Regions from separate parts of the Triticum aestivum genome. Here region 2 is linked to region 1. A link is a contact called in public Hi-C data. All regions are on one chromosome and are shown on one strand. Each heading gives the region's core, a stretch centred on a gene start, on an enhancer-like site or on the middle of the called end of the contact. The rest is flanking DNA. Distances are from core to core; before and after follow the strand shown. Region 1 holds the start of LOC123165366 (zinc transporter 10). Region 2 has its middle 88 kb from the start of LOC123168693.

What was found. A called contact is a pair of places that touch in the nucleus more often than the background predicts.
Region 2: a contact with region 1 is called in a Hi-C map of leaf, with 4 times the contacts expected there. The contact joins the enhancer-like site here to the promoter of LOC123165366 in region 1. A contact is called at or near these places in 2 of 5 Hi-C or Micro-C datasets (both in leaf).

The regions. Positions count from the first base shown.
Region 1 is chr7D:467,143,485-467,150,936 of IWGSC CS RefSeq v2.1, forward strand. It overlaps LOC123165366 (zinc transporter 10), which reads right to left and starts at 4,303. Exons shown (of 5, transcript XM_044582998.1): 1 at 4,059-4,303; 2 at 3,823-3,877; 3 at 2,987-3,711; 4 at 2,403-2,581; 5 at 1,344-2,314. The coding sequence starts at 4,073. The coding sequence ends at 2,284.
Region 2 is chr7D:467,545,656-467,552,848 of IWGSC CS RefSeq v2.1, forward strand. No RefSeq gene overlaps it. Among protein-coding and RNA genes, the nearest start is that of LOC123168693, 88 kb to the left of the region's middle. Within about 2 kb of position 5,921, at least 2 of the 8 cell types and tissues checked have an H3K27ac peak or open chromatin away from gene starts, as enhancers often do. A contact at or near this core is called in leaf, where this site is marked.

The sequences.
Region 1 (7,452 bases), core at 3,053-5,552:
TTGCAGGATCCGGTGTCTGGTCCAGGGAGGATATGACAAGAGAATCTGCCGAGGCCACAGATGGTATCACAACAGCCTCTTGGATTGCTGATGATGAACGAGCTTCAGATGCATTATCCGTGGTCTTTCAGTCGACGTCCGTCGAACTCGAGTGTGACATGATCAATATCTCTAGCAGTGAGATTTGCCAGGGAGCAAAAGGTTGGCTCCACCTTGCAACTCATCATCCATCCATATGACTGCGCCCGCCTTCGCGTCAAGTACCCTATTTCTCCCAGTTGGCAAGACCTGCTATAACACAGCATGGTGCATACTGAAACGTCGGTACATTTTTTTTAGATAAGAGGAAACATCAGTACATATATCGAATAGTCGACAATTCAACTTTTGCATCAGAAATTATAGCGGGTGTTTTAGTTCTACATCTGTTATCTGCTCTTCTACAGTTTAAAGGAGTTCCGTTGCAGCATATTGATGGCACAAGCACTACCTTAAGGAAGATCATGCACACATTACTGCTATTTTCATCACAATAAGCAATTATGCAGGCGAAACTGAATCCATTTTGCGCACTGCCACTCAAAAAACGGCAGATGAGACCCATCCAAGTGTATACCATTTTCCTACCATTCCCGGGTCATGTAGTAAATGTTAGAAACCATCATAGTTAGAAGAATGGGAAGGAAAGAGATAATTTTCACTGAATTTGAGCACCCTAATCAAATGTTCAACTTACGACTCTTAAGTCTTTTCTACTGTAACGCCACTACTGTATCAGAAAATAAGACAAAAGAAAGCCTGAATAACCAGTCCCCTGTAAAGTAATGGTGATAACTTGTACGACCATATTTGTCGGTTGGTGCTAAAAGCAACAGAGAATGGTAAAGGCTGAAAGAATGCAGCAATTTTTATTTTTATTTTGAAAAGTAGTCATCTTATATCTCCAGGAACAATATGCATGTTCTATAAGGATTTATATGTAGCTGGGTTACCTTCGTGCACAAGCTACCTGAATCATATGCTTGCTCACAGGTATCTGCTGGAAACCATACAGATGCACTCTAGGCAAAACCCTCAGATCATAAATCTTACATTTGGCGACAGTATGCGAAATGCCTTCAACAGAGGACATCCGGATATTATATTATACAGCAAACAGCACCAATGATACAATACACATTTTTGCATGAGAGGGAACAAATAAATGATACAATACACATGTGTTGTTCAGTACAAGCATGGGTTACTAGAACTTGAAAAATAGAGACATAGATGAATATATACTGCAGTAGAATCTACCAAAGTCGTTCAGCTCAAGTCATCAGGAGAAATCTACATTATTATAAGTAGAGACATAGATGAATGAACTGCATTTCGACAAAATTAATCGTGGTGTACAAATGATTCCGCAGTCCAGCAACAACAGTATCAACTAACTGCTTCAATTACAAAAAGGATAAAGGATAAATAATTTCTGCTGCAATATCGATGTTCATATGATTGGTATTTAAGTTGAGAAAGATCAGTAACCTTCACTCCATATATACAACCAAAATAGTTCTAACAGGTGCAGCAAAAGAGTCTAGCGTGAGTTCATAACCATCCTCATTTCAAACAGACCTGCCATTGTATTCGAACAGTTGAAACGACTTTCAGAAGATCCACATTGATGTATGTGCAAGATTATACTTGAGAACAGACAAGTCCTCTTATCTAACACCGAGGATGAACTGTACATCTGCAAAGACTGTTGGGACTCAAAAACTCTTTATTCCCTAACTAACTTGTCCCAATTCTTTACCACCAAAATGTACCCCAGAGAGGGGCTTCCTTTTCTGTGACCAAAAGAGGACATTACCCGGCCCAGCACCATGAGAAGATCAAACAAAAGAATGGACAGAGAAAGAAAAAGCCTCCCATCTTACTCAGTTACCGGTAGCTAGGCAACAGGTCGTAGTGCGTTGAACGCCAAGCAGCTTGTCCCAAGCTTCAAGAATACTCACTGGCACTAAGCCCAGATAGCAAGTGATGACATGGCAATAGCCCCGACAAACAAGGCAACGTATGAGCACACTTGCAGCCTCGGATTGCAGCTCATCCTCCGGCTAAGGAAATCAGCAGCAATGAGATCCACTAATGCCATATAGATCAGTATACCAGAAGACATTGAATCCAGAATGCCTTCCACCACCAATGCCCTGGGGCTGTTGGCGTTGTAGAACGATGCGATCCCCGCCCCGACAGTGATCCCAATAGGTGTTGTGATAGCAAAGAAGAAAGCCATCAGGAGTGCAGAGAAATTCTTGAACTGAGCCTGCATTTGTTCATACAGAATGATGAATTGATGCAATTAACATGACGAAGGGCACATGAGTGCTAACTTCAAGTGAGGAACTGCTAACCATAAAGCAGAAATGAAGCGGACATTAACCTCAGAAATGCAGCCACCCAAGGCAAAACCCTCAAAGAACTGGTGGGAGGAGAGGGCAGCAACAAGAGGCTTAATGGTACATGGGCTCTGCGAAACGCCCAAGGATAGCCCGATGATCACCGAATGCGATACAATCCCCATTTCCAAAATCTTGCCAACAATACAGAAAATCACTATTTAGCATACTTTGCAGATTTCCAAACTCAAAACATCTATCACGATAGCACATTTCGAATAGTTTTGCTCATATATATGTTCACTTGTGCTAACATTTTTCAGATATAACTTAGCATAGGAAATTTCACTGGCTGAACTCAAACATGTAAGACCCTAAGCACGTAGTATGTGTTTACATAGCTAACCTGCGTAGAAAGGTAGTAATAATTCGGGGGTTTTGTGAATTTCAAGTTGTCTGATCTTTGGATGACTGGATTTCGTTGGGAGATTGACTTCAACATTATTCGATTCTGAATTTTTAATTCAACGCATAAAAGATGTGACTTAACTAAAAGTTTGTTGCCTTAAGAACTGGCAACAATATTAAATTGCCCGTACCTGCGAGACAACGACATGATGAGCTTGGGACGGCCTCTCGTCGCCCCCATGCCCATGGTCATGGCCATGGCCGTGGGCGTGGGCTTGGGCATGGGCGTCGTACACGGCTCCTCCATCGCACGCGTCATGGCCATGCGCATGGCTATGCTGGTGCGCCGCCGCGTGCGCGCGCATGCCCACGATGTGCATGGCGTCCTGCTTCTCGTCGTCGCCGCTCACCGCTGCGGCAGCGATCCCTGCGAGCGCGCCGTCCTCGAGCAGCGCCGTGGTGTCATCACGCGCGGCCGCGGCGGCGGAGGCCTCCTCGCCGTGCCTGCGCTCGTAGAAGCGGGTGCCGACGAACTCCATGACGAGCGTGCCCAGGGCGGCGAGCATGGCGATGAAGCCCGGGAAGGGGAACCGGCGCCACGGCGTGGCCGGGAGGCACGGGTCCGCGAACTTCTCCTCGGCGTCGTGCATCATGTGCACGAAACCCGTGGCGAGGATGACCCCCGCAGCGAACGCCTTGGCGAGCACGAACGTCCCGCCGCCGGAGGACGCGCCCTCGCCGCCGCCGCCGCCGCCACCGCGCCGCCTCCGGCCGACGAGCGGGATGGCCACGCCGACCGCGCCGGCGATGAGGATGGCGGCGACGGCCACCATCTTGAGCCTGAGCGCGGCCGCCTCGTCGCGGCACTCCTCGTCGTCGCCCGCCCCCTCCTCGCAGCTCGCCGCGGAGACCGACGCTGCCATCGCCGACGACCAAGCGGTGCCCCACCGCGTCAGAATCACGAGCTCCCACGATGGGTTTAGTGAAAATAACCACAAATAACCCCTTAATTAGCACATATATTTACCAGCGAATTGGTGTAGGTGGGTGCGGAGGTAGGGGACGTAGTACGACTCCATCTCCTGCCATTAGAGGAACGGAAGAACCGAACAATTAACAAATTTCGCCTCGCAATTCAGCGCTGCGTAGAACAACGCGGCAGCAAGACGAAGAAGCAGACACAATTCTGAACGCCATCGCTGCCGCTGTGAAGAAGAAGAAGAAAGAAGACTTGAAGAGAGGACGGCAGGGGAAGGCGCTCACCTCGAAGAACGCCATGGCCGCCGCGGACAACAGAATATCCACTCTCCAGAACAGTCGACGGATTATTCGATCCGATTCGAGGAATGAAATTAAACCAATTTATGGGCGGCCGCACCGCGCGGCGCACCTGCATGCGGCGGGGAGCAGACACATGCGTCGCCACGCCACATCGGTGCGCGGGGCCCCCACCACGGAGAGGGTGTCGTCATCCCCACCCCGCCGCCGTCGGTTGGGAGATCTTACGGGCCCCGGCGGGCCAGCGCCGCGGGTGGGCCCGGTCAGGCGTGCGTGCAACTGGGTCCTTCGGGTCCAACCGTCAGTGGGTCGCCATGGAAGGGGCCGGTCAGGCGCGCGGGGTGGCGGGCGTGGGAGCCGTTATCAGTGGCTCGCGTGGGCCGGCATTTCGTTACCGTGGACGCGGGCAAGTGGACGTGGAGGTACGACGATGTCGACACTATGGCGCCCGCGCCCGTGCCGCCGGACGGGCGGTCGTTGTGGGCGGCATGATCTACGCCCGGATTGCCAACTGCGATCTCGCCTTGGCTCTACATGCATTGTCTACGAATCTCACAAACAATAATCTACTGGGAAGAGTTGCGTTGCGTTCGACTAGCTCTTTCCGACGAAAGGTACACTCTCACACGGTTTTTATACGTGAAGCCTCTCAGGAATTCCCAGTTCTAACCTATCAACCGATCGTTTCACTCTCGTCCGTGGCGGCTGGAACCCTAGCCGCCGCCAGGAGAGACCAATCTTCCAGCGGCTCTCCTCCGCCGGCGACCTCGGTCGTCGGTAGTGAGGGGGGTCGCCCACATGTGGATCGATTTTACTCCCTTGTTATTTATCGTCTTGGCTTCGGCGACGACGATGACGACGTTGAATAAAGATTTTTCGGATACTTTTCTGACGAGGTCATCGGTCTTATGGTTGGGGATGGATTTAGGAACTAGTTTGTTCAAGGAAGAATGGTGCGGTGGGGCGGCATCCTCATGGTGGACCTGTGTCCTCGGGCTTCGCCGTTGCGACGGCGTTTGCTCCAGCTTCGACGCGGAGTTTGGGAGGTAGTTCAGGAGCGGATGCAGATTGTGGTCTGCATCGACGACATCTGGAAGACGGAACGTGTGCTGGGTTCGTAGTTCGTGGATGGCAGGTATGGTTTCCTCCTTCGACGTCTTAGTCGTGGTAGAGTGCCAGATCTGGAGTTCGATGGTGTGTCGGGAGTGTTGCCCTGGTCTGATTCGTTCAACGGCAAGGGCTTTACTTTTGGTAAGCCACCTTGGAGGTCCGCAAAGCTGCATATCAGCGATGGAACCGCGTCGAGCTCGGATGAGAAGGTGATCAGTCATTATTTTCTTCGGTGGCTGCTATGGTGGTGCTTGAGGCAGGTGACGGGTGTTGGTGTCAAGCTCAGAGATGTTCTGCTATCTTTTCAGTTTGTCATATCGGTTCTTACGTGATTTGTACTTTGACCTTCACGATATGAATGAGACACGTATTACCATGTAAAAAAAAGTCTCAAGCTCTGCTAGTTCTCGGCAGTCTGCTTGTATAATATTCTCTGGAATACATCAAAGAGCCTCTCAAGAGGAGTACGGATAAGCAGTTGGCTCGTAAGCTCTTATGAAAATTAATACCAAATCAATGAGTAATTAGTATGAATCGGAAGGGATAATTAAATTAGTTGCACCGTCCATTGAACAGTTCTTCGTTTTTTGACTTCTAATAAACAGAAAATTAACAAGAAAAAACTAAGAGACGTCAATAGTGTATAGCCTCTTGGACTATGAAGAAGAAAATGTAGTGGGATCACTGCCACCAATTGTCTTCTTCATAATAACATAAGGGTAAATAAATATATACGCTACTCACCTGACCTTCTCTTTCAACTCTTGATGAGGATTTGGTCACACTTCATCGCTGAATCACACAAAGTGACAGATCATATATGCCTAGATTAATTTAGTAGTTTAGAGGAAGAATATTTGGTGCACCAGCTGCTTGTAGAGCAAACAATGAACCAAGCCCAGTTGACACGTTCTTTTTAAAATGTGAAATAATAAGACACACTCTCTCCCCCTTATATGTCCAAGTCGTCAGCGGGTTTTTTTCATGGGAGTTATGCGGGGCGCAATGCCTTTGAAATGAAGAAAACTATAGTAGGAAGCATGAAGAAGAAGCCGCTGAAACTTCAATGGCGCGACAACGATTGAGTTTGAGTGCCCTCAAAAGCACCCCCCACTACCTACAAATATAGTTGAACCCTCTTTTTGGAGCGTCTTTCAAACATTATGAAGTGTGAAGGGATGACGACTCTATTGGAGCGTCTTTTGCCTCTATAGTCTCCATATTAGCGGTTATTATAGAGGGAGGGACATATCACGACTTTGCTAGAGTTGCTCTTAACCCCATCAAATTTTATCGAACTGCAAATACAACTACATTCGAACCTTCAAATGTCCTAAGAGGTAGCTAATGAGAAAAAAATCTTGATAACTCCAATCTAGAGTTGATTTGCTTCCACAAAATAGTGACATGGCAACTAACAAAGCATAGCGAGTAAATATGCATTATTTCTACAGTAAAGCACCCGCAATTTCATATATATGTGGCACCCTTGCACTTTAGGTGGTCAATATGTGGAACTCATCAAACTATGACAAAGTGGACATTGCTGCCATTTGCCATGAAATCAAGGAACTAGGTGGGGTTTTTGCCAGCTTCGTGTTATCTTATGTTGAGCCTGAAGCTAATGAAGCTGCTCATAGGTGTGCTAAGCAGGCTAGTGAGTCTAGGAGGAGGTACCTTTGGATTAACTCTATTCCATTTTTCCTACATAATTGTATGAAGCAACCTTGTACCTCTACTGAGTAATATATAAAGCTCTTTTTAAAAGCTCTTTGAGATGCAAAAAATAATGGAGTGAGCATGCATGTCACAATAATATGTGGTCCAACACTTAATTAGATCCTAAGTAATAGTGAAATTTAGGACAGGCCAAACAAGCTAAAAATTATGGAGTAGGCCCAACATAATCAACAGTGTCACAAAATTTCAGGTCCACATTTGAAACATAACTCTAAAGAAAAGGACAAAAAATATCAATAGTGGCGGTGGCTTTGAAAGATATTAGATATAAGAGTAGGTTTCTTCTTAAACTAAAACTTTTTGTAATTATTATAAAAAGATATAAGAGTAAGTCCAAGGTTTTTTTCCTTTAGATTTTTCAGAACATCTAAATATGTCAATGGGACGAGTTTAACATGTGTTATTCAAAGACTAACTTGCACCAGACACTACTTAGTGTTGAATTCATCTAGTTTGTATCACAACCTATGTTATCAATCTACGACATGGAGTACTACATAAAAGACTAAGTCCAAGTTTTTTCTTTCCT
Region 2 (7,193 bases), core at 4,671-7,170, 400 kb after region 1:
ACAAAGGCTCCCCTTCGATGTCGCACTCATCCTCTTCCTCTTGCCCGTAATCCTCCGAAAACTCATGGTCGAGTGAGAAGCTGTCCAGATCCAGGCCGACCTGATCATGCACGAAGGCCACCTGATCTTGATCAAAGGTGGACGGCGTGAACGCCCCTCGGCCGCCTAGCTTTGTGTCTCTTCGGGATCGTAGCCGGCCCCGGCGGCACCGCCAGCGGCCGCCATGCCACCCTCGAAGATGATGTTTTGCATGTAGTCGTCGTCGCCGGAGCCCGGCATTACGTCGAACAGGTTGCGTGCGCCCGGCAGCACGTCGGCTGGCATGTGTCGCATGCGTTTCCTCGCGCCTCCGGATGACGAGCCACCGGCCACCGGTGTGGCGTTGAGGTCGATGGGCGCGGGCGCGGGCGTGGGAGGCGCCACCACACTCACCTCGGGCGAGCACTCCCCGGAGAGGTGGGAGGCCCGCGGGTAGACGTGGAAGCCGAGTATTGGATGCGTCGCCGACGCGCGGGGCGAGTCGGGCAGCACCATCCGAGGGAACGCGGATGAGCCGGTGCTGGCTGCGGCCACGGCGGCATTGACGAGGCCGTGCTGGCTAGGGTTTAACCCTAGCATATATAGCGCCTCCCTCGTTGCCGCCGCGATGCGGGCATTGGTGACCTCCTGCTGCGCGGTGGCGGCTGCCGCGATGGCTTCGTCCCTCGCGTCCGCCGCGTGCCTCCGACCCTTTATCTTCGCCGACTTCCTTGCCCGTTGTTCGGGCGTCAATGTCTTCTTTGGCTTGGGCGCGACGGCGGTCTTGCAGGGGGCGCGAGGCTTGCCTTTGCCGGAGGGGGCGGTCGTCATGCCGGACGAGGCGAGGGAGGCGAGGCCGATGGCGGCGTCGAGGTCGTCTTCCATGGCGGGTGGCGGGAGCGCGCACGGGCGGGAGGGTTTTTGGTGGGAAATAGTGGAGGCTGCCACCGACCAGCGGGCCAGGGGAGGAGAAGGCGAGCGCGCGTGCGTCCGTCTCGTGTCCGCGCCGACGCAAATCCGGCTCAAAAATGGGCCGGGAATGGGTCGGCAGGCGGACGAAAAGCGAACGGGCGTCTATTTGGCTCGGCACGTTGGGCCGACTTTTCTGTCCGCGCCGATCCAAACGGACGCTTACGGACGAAATGGGTCGCCCCGTTAGATTTGCTCTAAGCGATCTGAAGTGAAGCGCGCATGTGTATTAGTGTATACTGTCCCATGTTTGGATGCAGAGTTTCTGCACCCGAGCTCAAATGAGCTCGGGAAAACAGTAAAATAAAAAAATTCAAACAAATTCAAAAAATTCAATTTATTTTAGAAACATTGACAAAAGTTTTACGTGTTTGCAAAAAATTATCATGAAATCACATTTTTAGAAGACGTGGCAAAAGAAAAAACAAAATCGGTACTCTGAAATGCTACTTTTAAAAGCATTTTTTAGCATTGAATTTGTTTTTTTTTGCCACGCCTTATTGCTTCCATGACTAATTTTTAGAACTTTTGACAATGTTTCTCCTATTTTTTTGGGATTGCACTGAATTATTTTTTATTTTGCTGTTCACCGAGGAGCGGAAAGGCACTTTTGCCCATGTTTATACTTTCTCAGGGGCGGTATGCTATCTCCGTACGCGTTTCTTTTGATGCATGAAACTTGATGGACACTACACATGAGTGCATCATAAACACCGATCCATAGATGTCGCATATATACTCTGCGTCAGATGTGGAGGACCATCGATGAAGGTAGGACAATAATTGGGAAGTCCCAACAGATTGGAATGGACCTAGACTCGAGGACATAGAGTACACATCGGAAAGTAGGGTTCCATCTTACGATCAAAAAAAAAAAAGTAGGGTTCCACCTGCCATGTTCTTAGAGCATCTACGGTCGGAGTCTCAAACCATCTCTTATGCGTCCGCCGACACGCCTGATCAGTGATCGGACAGAAGAGAGAATGAAAAATGTGTCTGAACCGGATCCCTCGTATCATTCCTATACGCTCAGGCTGTCCGCGAACCCTCATATCCATCTCAAATATAGGGACGATATGAGCGCTTGCGGACGCACTCGGGCAGTCCGCCACGTAGAACGCGGCCCTACCAGGACCACCTTTTCTCTTTCTTTATTCATTCCTTTATTTCTCTCTTTTCATCTCCACCAATCATGTGTAACTGACCGGACATATTAGGAGGAAAATAAGGAGTGTGGTTGCGCGGACAAGAAATAGGGGCTCAAAACGGACGTGCCCGGTCACTGATAGGGCGCGTCCGCGGGCGTTTAAGGGGTCATATTTGCTATGTCCGGCTCCAGATACTCTTATGTACACACACATACACTCGTTCATATGAGTGCACACACGCACATGCTACTCCCATGAGTACCTCTGATTCTAAGAGACCGAGCCGACAGATATTGAGGTCGACAAAGTCAGTATAAACACCTCACTATCGATGAGAACATCACATCTCATTGAAAGAATATTCCGCCTTTGTTAGACACACAGGTGTCAAAATGTGAAATTTGATCCTTGATGGGTTGGGAGTACAATCATCCTCCTAATTATCTAACCACACATTGATTCTTTCCGGCATGAAGTTTTCTTGCCCTACAATCTCTGGTAAATTCTTTATTTTTCCATTTCTTCGCGTAGCTGCATCCAATATTATTTTCGTTTCTGTTCAATGTCCTATAATTCTCAGCCTAGGGTTCAACTATTGCTCTTTTTCTCCATATGAAGAATCGTTAGAGCATCTATAGCCGGACACCCCAAACCCGCCTCATACGTCTAGACGGGCTGTCCGGTCACTGACCGGTCATGATTTTTTAACTCAGACGGGCTCCTTAAACGGGCCTCAAACGCCTGAACTGACCGGCATCCCTTAAATCGAGTCCAAATAAGGGGCGGATATGGGGGCGCCCGGGCGCGTCCAGGCATGCCCGACAGCCCGACCCCACCTCAAATTGCACCAAATCCACCAAACCCTTCCTTCTCCTTCCGTCGCCCTCCAACCTTTCCCGTGCCTGGACCCTCGCCGTCCTCCATCCTTGCTCCCAATCCTCACAACCGGTCCCGATACACCGCCGAAGATGTCGTCTAGCCCGACCCACACCGCCACGATGGAGATGCAGTCCGCCTCGTCCGTCGGCGGGGTCACTTTGTCGGCCGCGACTTGCAAGGCAGAGAACGCCGCCCAGAAGTTGCGGCGACGCTGGCAGCGAGAGAGGGAGGCGCCGACGGCAGCACAGGGAGGTTCAGACATGGTGGAGCATCTGTCTCCTCCGCCGTGCCCGGATCCCCGCACCCCTTCCATCCGAGCGCTGACGCGGATTACGCCGTCATACCCCGTTGGGACAGAGGATGATTCGACGGCCGGTTAGGCCATTCCGGAGAGCGTTCGGCCCATGCAGATGCCGGCGGTCGACGTATGTGACTCGCCGCAGCTCTTTCGGGCACGGATAAGCACGGGCACGGGCAGTGCCCGGGCTGCCCTCGACATGTTTGACGGAATGACCGAACAAGAGTTGGTGCATTTTCTTTGCTCCTGTCCGATCAGATTTTTGCATAGAACACTAGTTCATTTCACACATGATGAATGCTTGCAAACCATAATCATGTAGGAGGCATTCTTGTCGATCACGATCAATGACAATGAAGATCCGACCAAAATGGAGTATGAATTGGAGGCCACTGCCGCATTTGAAGTTGGAACAACGTCCTATCCCATTCGAGCAAGAAGAAGAAGAAGAAGAAGAAGAAGAAGAAGAAGAAGAAGAAGACCAAGTCGCCGAAGGCAAGAGGTCCAACATTCTCAAGATTTGAGGACATCTTGTTGGTCAAATTTGGTTGGCCACAACGATGGATCCAATATGCGGCACCGAACAAAAGGGGAACACGTATCACGAACAAAAGGAGTATGTGGAGCCGCATCCTATCGTGACCACCCGCAATGTGGCATCTCTCCAACATCGTTGGGGGATCATTCAAGGAGAAGTGAACAAGTACGTCGGCTACTACTCATAAGTGACCAAACGCACTCAAAGTGGAAGGGGAGTAGCAACTCACGTAAGCTCAATTGCTTCATCTTGTCGTCATTTGCATATGCTTCTTGTGTTTGCATTCTCGTGCTCATACATATGTTGTTTGCTAGACCGTGGTGGCGGCCACTTTGGATCACGAGGTGGAGAAGAAGCCATTTGCTTTTAGCCAATGTTGGGTCATATTGAATGGCAAGCCGAAGTGGAACCAACTTGTGGCCGATCTCAAGTCCGACAAGAAGAGGAATGATGGCTCAAGCTCCAACCAATCAATTGGGTTGGACGATGAAGAGGATGTTGTTGTTGTGACGAATGAAAAAACCACCGTGCCAAAGGATAACCGCCAAGTCATGGGAAACAAATGGGAGAAGGCACGTGCTGCCCGTGATGCCGCGGCTACCAAAATGTCGTCCACATGGACGGGCATTTTTTCGGTGAGAGAGAACAATAAGGAGGAGAGGTACAAGTTCATGTTGGATGCGCAAAAGGAAAGGATGGAGTGGGACCAGAAGAGGGTGGAGAAGAAGCTCGAAATTGAGAGGGACAAGATCGAGTTGGAGAAGCAACAAGCGGCGATCAAATGGGAACTCAAGAAGGCCAAGACATTTGGCGCTGTGGAGGTTGAGAAGGAGAGGTTGCAACTCGCACAGAAAGGGAAAGATGCGAGGATCATGTTGGCGGACGAAACCCTCTTGGATGAGCATGCGAAGAAGTGGCTTACGGACAAGAAGTAGATCAACGACTGGAGGGAGTACAAGACGGCGAGGGCGGATGCGGCCCATATGCAGGCGGAGGAGGCAGCACGGATGCAGGCGGAACAGGACGCATTCCGCCTGGCGCATGACACATTCCACTCGGAGCAGGCGCCCGGCCAGTGATCCGAGGCCATCTGTCACGCTCAGACATTGATTTCATTTTGGCATGTTCGGTTTGTTGAATTATGATTTGCTTTGCTTTGTTTCGAACTTTAAAATTCGGAGAATTTGTATCGTATGATCGACGTGCATGGATTGCATGAAATTGACGACCGGAATTTGCAGCATATGAATATATGACGCAACATTTAAAAGGTGTCCGATCTATGCCCACGGACGCGTCCTGATACATCCTTCGGTGTTTGAGGACCGGATTTACCAAGTCCGACTACATATGCTCTTAGGCTAATTTAACAGAAATGGTGGCAGCCTGCCTGCCTGGCCGCCCCGGTAGGCATGGCAGATTGACTGTCAGACGTAGAGAAATCAAGCAAGGCTGATGGCGATGCATGCAAGAATGCCATCGTTGCACTTGCGTGCTACTGGTGGTAGTAGGTTTTCACTCGCGTCACCGTCGCCTTTCCCCGGGCCTCAGGGCAGTGCGAAGTGCGTGCGAGGAACGGTTGGTCCTAGTGGCGGTGCCTGTCAGCTTATGGTTGGAGCCCCTGGGATGGCTACGTACGCTGCTTACACACTCACCAGCTAAAACCCTCCCCACTCCACTAATTCTTATTCCTTGGAAGAAAAAAAGCTCAACTGATCGAGAACGTATGCTGTCTGCCCTCGTACGTAACGCGTGATTGGCGCATGACGGCATGGGTCACGATAGACGCACCACGCCGGCCTCCCACGGCTAACAACGGTTTTAATTAAGCCACGCTAGATACGTACTACTAATAGTTGCGAACGGAAGAGAGAAGAGAACTAGCCGGAGGTCAAGCACACGGAATGTGTATGTTCGAGGGGAAAGAGATCGCTGCACCGGCACATGCGCATCACGTCGTCGAGCTAGGCGCGATGACTGAGTTTCCGAGTCGTTCTGTCGTCTCGTCGGTCGTCGGTACGCCAACCGTTACGGTTAGGATCTGACGCGACGCCTATGGCCTACTGGGCGGGCCCCGCGTGCCACCCAGAGCGTCGACGTGAGGGCTCCCGCAGCGCACGGCGAGTACGTGCTTTCTCTCCTGTGATTGGACGGGAGGTGGTGGCCGTCATGTTCACCACCCGCCGGTTTGTTTACTCCATCCGACTCCGATCTTGTTTAAAGCTATCTCCGGCTCCGCGCTTCAGTTTCAGTTTTTAAAGTGCCTGCTGCTTGCCCTGATGGGTGCTTCAGAATTCGTGCGCCGTCCTACTTTTCCTGTCGATGTTACATGATGAAGTGTAGAAGCGCTAATAACTGGCCAATCTCGAGGTCGTTTGGTTGTGGTGTCGACACAAAAAACATATCCATGTGTCTTGTCCAGAGCCTCAAGCGGATGGAGCTATTGCACCCCCCACCCGCATCCCATATCGTTAATATAAACTTTAATTTTCGGATTTACCACGAACAAAATGGAGAACGAGGATTTACCATGAACAAAATGGAGAACGATATGGTCTCAGTGAAATCTTTACCTTGTTTCTTCTTTGGAAGAAGAATTGTAATGAAGTTGGCCGTTTTAGGGAGGGCCCGTGTGCCAACATATATCTAGCATACCCGTAAAAAAAAACATATATCTAGCATAGACTATCGGGCCCTGGCACGTGAAATTCTAATGGGGCTAATTTCCCTTTTTTTTGTATAATACCGAGCTGAAGTCAGCCTGGTCGGGGCAGCGCTACGTCTCGCTTAAAGTGAGACCTAGCGTGCTCTCGTGTCAGCGCCACATATACGGGCCAGCCCAGGCGCGCGGGAGACCATGCCCTTCATTTTTTTCTCTTTTTCATGCTTTTTTTTACTTCCGTTTATACTTCCAAATATTCTAAATTAATTAATTAAAAACATATTTAAATAAAACATTTAAATAAAATATTAACCAAACATTTGAAATTTGTTAAATGTATATAAAGAAAATGTTCCTCATGTATACAGAAATATACAATATATGTGAAGAAGGATGATTATGTATTTGAAAATACGAATGAAGCATTTGAAAAAATGTTGAACAAGTATTTTAAAATTTTAATCAAGCATTTGATTTTTTTTAAAATGTGTATACAAAATATTGACCATTTATTATAAAATGTTAAACTTGTATATGAAACATGTTAATCAAGCATTGAAAATGTTAAAATGTGTATATAAAAAATTCTTGACCATGTATTCCTAAAATGATAATTTTTTATTAAAAAAATGTTAATCAACACTTGAAAATGTAAAAAATGAGTATAAAATAATGTTGACC